Regions from separate parts of the Rattus norvegicus genome. Here region 1 is linked to region 2. A link is a contact called in public Hi-C data. All regions are on one chromosome and are shown on one strand. The core of a region is the stretch at or near the end of the contact, and the rest is flanking DNA. Distances in the headings are between cores, read along the strand shown. Region 1 has its middle 180 kb from the start of Phlda1. Region 2 has its middle 44 kb from the start of Phlda1.

Region 1 (3,047 bases), core at 136-2,635, 140 kb after region 2:
CCAAACTCTACTCTGTTTGACCAACGGAGCTGTCTCCCCAGCTGCATGAGGTTCCATTTATAAACCTTCACTCCTGGAATTCCTTATGAGAGAAGGTAAAACATATTTTTAAGGGAACTAAAGGTTCGTCCAAGGGAGGGGAGTCTGCGTGTCATGGTATTTGTCAGCTGCTAGGGCAGGAGGACACCTGCCCTGCTTCCTTTGGCCTCAGCTTCTCTGAGTGCTGGAGAGAGGGTTGGAGATAAAAATGGCAGAATCATTGTTTCTGGCTGGAGCTTACCACAGAGAAATGATGCCTAGCTAATGACCTTTTGTGACAACCTTATTTTTACAATCTATTGGGGCCATATGTGGCCTGCAGTGACAGATGGTTCCAATCTGCTGCCGGCCAGATAATGGCTTGTTTTAGAGGCTCAGGATGGCTGTGACACGTCTCAGCTGGACCAGCTGTTGACCCTGTAACTAATGCCTGGTCTGCCTTGAATGAATGCCCTCGACAGAATGTAAAAGACATGCCTCAGTTTGTAGAAGGATGCACATTTCTCTGTCAGGAGAACGAACATATTCATTTGGAAAATATCGTTTCATCACCCCTCTGGTCCCAATAGGGACCAGGAAAACTGGATTCGATCTCGTTCTGTCGGTTACTGGGTGTGTAACTCCAGAGTCCTCACGAAAAACTGTCAAAACTCTTATCCCTAAAATGGATCCTGACTGAATCATTAGAGATTTCCCTGGGTTCGTTTTATCGTTGTCCTTTTAGAATTGTTTTCATCCAAACTGGGGACCAAGTATTTGGTGTGGAAATGTTAAGGATTCATGAACATACCCAGAGCTGACTTCTAAGTTCACCTTTTCCTCTTTGAACAATGGTTCCACCCTTTCAAGCCTCATGAGTGGGGCATGGGAGGCGGAAGTAAGTAATAGAATCCTGTCGCTTTCCAAAAGTCAACAGCTGGACCAGAGCAAAGCTGCCATTTGAACCTTGGCATCCACTAGGCTCATGCTATCCCGTCTCCCTGTGTGAGCAGGAGATGCAGAGAGAGAAATGAAGTTCCAAAGTGTAGACAGATGGTCGACGGTTGGGAACTTCTGTCTCCTCTCCTACCATGCTTTTTCAGTACGTCTGTATTTGCTGTACCTCAGGGTACCAGCCTAATCTATGACAGCGGCTCCTTTACTCTTACTGGAGTCTTGTCACCTCTAGAGCAAGCTCTGGGGACTCAGCCCCCTGGAGCTTCCAGGATGCTGGTTTCCAAAGCTCCACTGCTTTGGGCGATAGGGAAGACTTGGTGCGGAGGGAGGCGTGGTGTGTGGGAACCACTGCGGACTGTTCACATCGCTGGGGCTTAAACCACGCGGGCAGATTTATCATCTTAAGTCCCTTTACTTAGTTCCCGTTTCTGAACCTCTTATTATGTGGGCCTTGTGTTTCCTGGTCATATGAACTTTGAGACAGTGATCCCTTTCTGTGAAGAATGACCTCATTCTCCTCATGGAGAAATTACTTTGGCATTTGAGCAAATAGGAATTAAATTGAAACCCGAGACATTTCTCTGATTGTGGTAACTAACCTTCTCCACCCTGAGGCTCTCCAGGGTTTTCCTGTGGGCTTTGAGTTACATGTTTCTCCCTCTAGGCTCAGATTTAGTCTAAGAATATAATATAAATATTGTTTAAATGGATCCCTCTTGGCCAAGCAGAGGATAAAAAATTCGATCGTGTAGTTAAAAAAGAAAAAGATCAGATATTTAAGTTGACCTTGACGTTTCTGTAAGAGCCACATTACCAGCTAAATTTCCAACTGAGATTTGAATCTCAAGAGGATGTTTTGTTTTAAAATAAAAGAAAGCTAGTGAGGATATTCAAATGCGCCATTGTTGAGTCCAGAAAGGAGTTTTATGGTTCCCATAGGATGCTGCCAGCTTCTCTGTGCATGTGCGGATCATTTTATTACCTTGATCTCCTTTCTCCCATGTGGCATTGTTGGGTCACACCTCCTGTGTCAGGCATAAGGTAGAGTCCTTAGGGGCCTGCAGGGAGGACGGATTGGGTTCAATTAGTTTAAGGTCTTTAGCCTCATAGTCAGTGTTCCTAAAGCCTGCTCTAGGTCCAGAGGCAAGCGGGGGATAGCTGGAGATCATGTGAGTTAGGGAAGAGAAAACCGAGGCCACAGGATGAGGCAGATTTCTCCACATCATGAGATCTGAGCAAAGTTTGACAAGGACTGGTGTATACTAGGTCGACATTATACATTTAGAAAGTGATTCTTTGTGGCCTCAGCGTGGGCAGCTGGGTATATTACTGTCATACATCACCACTCGTGATTCCTATTCACAGTTCGCAGCGCTCAGAGGTTACAGTATAGATTCATTAGATCGTCTACTAGATTATGGTATAGATTCCTCAGGACATTCCGGGCCAATAAAGTTGCCACGCTGTGCCTCACAAGCTGTTGGGGAATAAGCACATTCTGTTGGTGCTTCCCTTCTGTCATGACTTTCGGGTTTCTCTACTTGAACTTCTTGACATTTTGGGTGAGTTTTTTTCCTTGGGAAGATGTTCCATCCATTGTGCAGGCTTGTTCGGTGGTGTCCCGGCCTCCACACCCACCCGAGATGCCGTAGCATCTCAGTCATGCCAGCTGTTGTCTGGGAAGCAAAATCTCCCTCTTCCCCACACAAGAGTTACTGCCTCCGATGATCACTGAACCAGAAGATTAAAAATGAAACGAGCTTATATGTGTTTGTATGCATGCCTGTGCATATATGTTTGGTGCCTCCCAAATTTTATGTTGACACAAAATCACCAATGCCATGGCTCTGTATAATGGAACTTTGGGAGAGGTGAATTTTTCTACTTTCATGTTTTGGGGCACAGCCCTTCCTAATGATACTCCCCAAAGGAGTGCATTTGTAGTCACGTTGTATGAAAGCCCAGTGAGAAAGTGAGGTCTATGAATCTGGAAATATTCATTCATGAGGCAGTGACTCTGCTGGACTTTAAGAACCGGGACTTTAACTGCCGGGACTTTAAGAACTGTGGGG
Region 2 (3,083 bases), core at 133-2,632:
CTCTTGTCCTAGGTTTGATGTCTGTATTAAGTCATCTTTGTTAAACCTCAGTCCTGCCTCATAGCAGCTGGTGCCGGGTTCTTTTCTGCATGAAGTCATGGATCTTGGGTTTGTCCAAGTTGAGGTCTTTGAGAAGGACCTCCTGTGGCCCCTGGTTGCTGTAATTCTGTCCTGTGACAGGTGGCTGAGGAATTTACATTACCAGCGATGAACGCTGAAGGCAAAAAAACAAAACAACAAAACAAAACAAAACAAAACAAAAAACAACTGATGCCGCCTGCCTGACTGGAACAAACTGTCTCTGTCTTTGTCACTTAAGCTGCTGGGGGAGCGAGAAGAAGAAATGTGGATGTATTCAGTGCAGATCGGAGAAAGGGATGCACGGGGCTTCCTTTTTGAGAAACGGCCGGAGCATTACCCACTCTCCAGTGCCTCTACAAGCACAGAAGGCCGTGAACTGAGCTGAGGGGTTCATGAATGCCCCCCACTCCCACTTCTGTAATTATGAGGAGTATTTTTTTTCCTTGTGAAGCGTGCTGCTTTGAAGGATGGTGTCTTCCTTTTATAATAAGGAGTTTAGGGAGCTAAGCTGCCATCTGCAGACCCAGATGAGGAGGGATGTTACATTAAAAACCTACCTTGGCCTGAGGAAGAACTTTTAAACTCAGACATGTAGTTAACAAAACTCTAAGCTGAAGTGTGAGCAGAGAAGCTGAACGCTCTCACCCCCGCACACTGAACTCAAATAGACTCAAATGCAGGCAGTGAGAAGCACACCGTCAGGTGTCGATTTAAAGCTCAGCCTCTGGTCTTCACTGTCTGTTTACTCTTGGCTCCGTCTGCTATGTTCTTCGGGAAAACTGTATTTTTGCTTTCCTTTTAACATCTGGAATGTTCTCATTCTGCTTTTATTTCAAACTTCAATCACCCCTACACTCGTTAGATTCCTCTTGAGATAACATTCATGCTCCTGCCTTGTGACTGGAAGCTCTCTGCCTTTCCAGAGGAAAGGCTCTGGGATTCCATCTTTTGAATCCGTGAATCACAGAGGCCTTCCCACTTGCACACTGGCGTGAGTGCAGTGGATTTCCTCTAAGCAAGCCAAGCAAATTCTCTAAGTGCCAGATGTAAGATGGGAATTCAAAGGTCACGGTTCTCCTCTGGGCTGCCCCCATTCCCACCCCAGCTAGGAGTGTGAGAAGTTCACATTACTGCACAAGACACCACTGGGCACTGCTGGCTCCCGTCCCTGCCAACCCACAAGCTCTGCTTTCTGTATCAGAAAATGACTGTTTGTATTTGCAACCCCTGAGCTCGGTCTCTCCTGACCCGAGTCTCCAGCTCTTCCAGACCATGAATTTACATCGTTTCTGTGTGTGCCTTGTTTGACTGCCTCTTCTCCAGCCCCGTGAGACAGTCTGTGGGTGGTTCCCCCTCCCAGCTGCCACCCCCATGAAGAATGACAAGGGCAAAGGTCAGAAACTTCTATGATTCATTTCCTCTTTGCTGCACGCAGTGGATAGCTTTCTGGATGAGTCACTCGGATGCCAAGTAGGGGGGTGGGGTGGGGGCTCCTTTCCATGAGCCCCAAGGCTCTGCTATGCCCTCCGTTAGAAGAACAGAGTTCTTAAGAGCCCCTTTCAAATTTTTGTATTTTCCTCTTGTGGTTTCAAAAGATCATCTGTGCCCCCTTTCTCTGCCCGATTTGTAAATGCAGCCTGCTTGCTTGGCTACCTTTTATTATCTAATGTGGTCTCCCTAAATTTTGACTCCAGAATCGCCAGACACTTAAAACATACCTCAAACTTACTCTTATATTAAAATATTTTCCAGGGGCCAGAGGAATAGCTCGGTGAGCCAAGTGCCCATTGCACAAGCGTGAAGACTCGAGTTCAATCCCCAGAACCCATATGAAAAAGCCAGACGTGGTTTGGGTGGTGGCAGAGGTGCACGCCTGTAATCCCAGCTCTCAGGAGGCAGATACGGGTGGATCTCTGAGTTCAAGGCTATCCTGGTCTTCAATGTGAGTTCTAGGACAGCCAGGACTATACAGAGAAACCCTGTCTCTAAAAAACTAAAACAAACAAGCAAAAAGCTCGATGTGCTGCCTGGTTCACACTCGTAATCTCAGTGCCAAGAGATAGAGAAGAGAGAGAGGGATCCCCGGGACTGCTGACCAACCAGCCTACTCTGATCTGTAAGCTACAGGCCAATGAAAACGTTGTCTCATGAAACAGGGTGGGGCTGGAGAGACAGCTCAGCGGTTCTGAGCAAGCGCTTCTCGCTTCTCGTGCAGAGGCGGTAAGTTTAGTTCCCAGCACTGACTTGGGGTGGATCATAGTCGGCTGTAACTTCAGCTAGAGATCCTCTGACACGGCTCTCTAGGTACCTACCTACATATGAACATACTCACACAGAGATGCACACTCGCATAATTAAAAGTCACTGGACATCGGCGGTGTATTCTTTTAATCCCAGCAGTTGGCGTTGGGGACAGAGGCAGAGGCAGGGGGAATCTCTGAGTCCAAGGCCAGTATGGTATGGTCTATAGATCAAGTTCTAGGACAGTTAGGACTATACAGAGTAACCTGTCTCAAAAACAGAACTAAACAACCAAAAAATAAAAATCAAATGAGTCTTGGAAAACAGCAACAACATGGTGAAGGCATTTGAGGAATGACTTGTGAGGATGACACATGAACACATGGGCACACAGGGACGTGGACATGCATGTGCATGCATATGTATACACATTCACACACAAAATAAAATATGCTGTAACCTCATTTAGACGAGACTGTTCAGAGAAGTGTAGTTATGGCTCCTCAAAAATCCACCTTCCAAGGGGCTGGGGATTTAGCTCAGTGGTAGAGCGCTTACCTAGGAAGCGCAAGGCCCTGGGTTCGGTCCCCAGCTCCGAAAAAAAGAACCAAAAAAAAAAAAAATCCACCTTCCAGGGGCTGGAGAGATGGCTCAGTGATTAAGAGCACTGACTGCTCTTCCAAAGGTCCTGAGTTCAAATCCCAGCAACCACATGGTGGCTCGAAACCATCTGTAAAGAGATCCGATGTCCTCTTCTGGTG

The links. Hi-C and Micro-C count contacts between places; a contact is called where the count stands out from the background.
Region 1: a Hi-C map of Schwann cells shows a contact between it and region 2, with 2.6 times the contacts expected there. The contact joins two enhancer-like sites. A contact is called at or near these places in 2 of 12 Hi-C or Micro-C datasets (Schwann cells and mammary epithelial cells).

The regions. Positions count from the first base shown.
Region 1 is chr7:49,036,241-49,039,287 of GRCr8, forward strand. No RefSeq gene overlaps it. Among named protein-coding and RNA genes, the nearest start is that of Phlda1, 180 kb to the left of the region's middle. Within about 2 kb of position 1,386, at least 1 of the 93 cell types and tissues checked has an H3K27ac peak or open chromatin away from gene starts, as enhancers often do. A contact at or near this core is called in Schwann cells, where this site is marked.
Region 2 is chr7:48,895,804-48,898,886 of GRCr8, forward strand. No RefSeq gene overlaps it. Among named protein-coding and RNA genes, the nearest start is that of Phlda1, 44 kb to the left of the region's middle. Within about 2 kb of position 1,383, at least 42 of the 93 cell types and tissues checked have an H3K27ac peak or open chromatin away from gene starts, as enhancers often do. A contact at or near this core is called in Schwann cells, where this site is marked.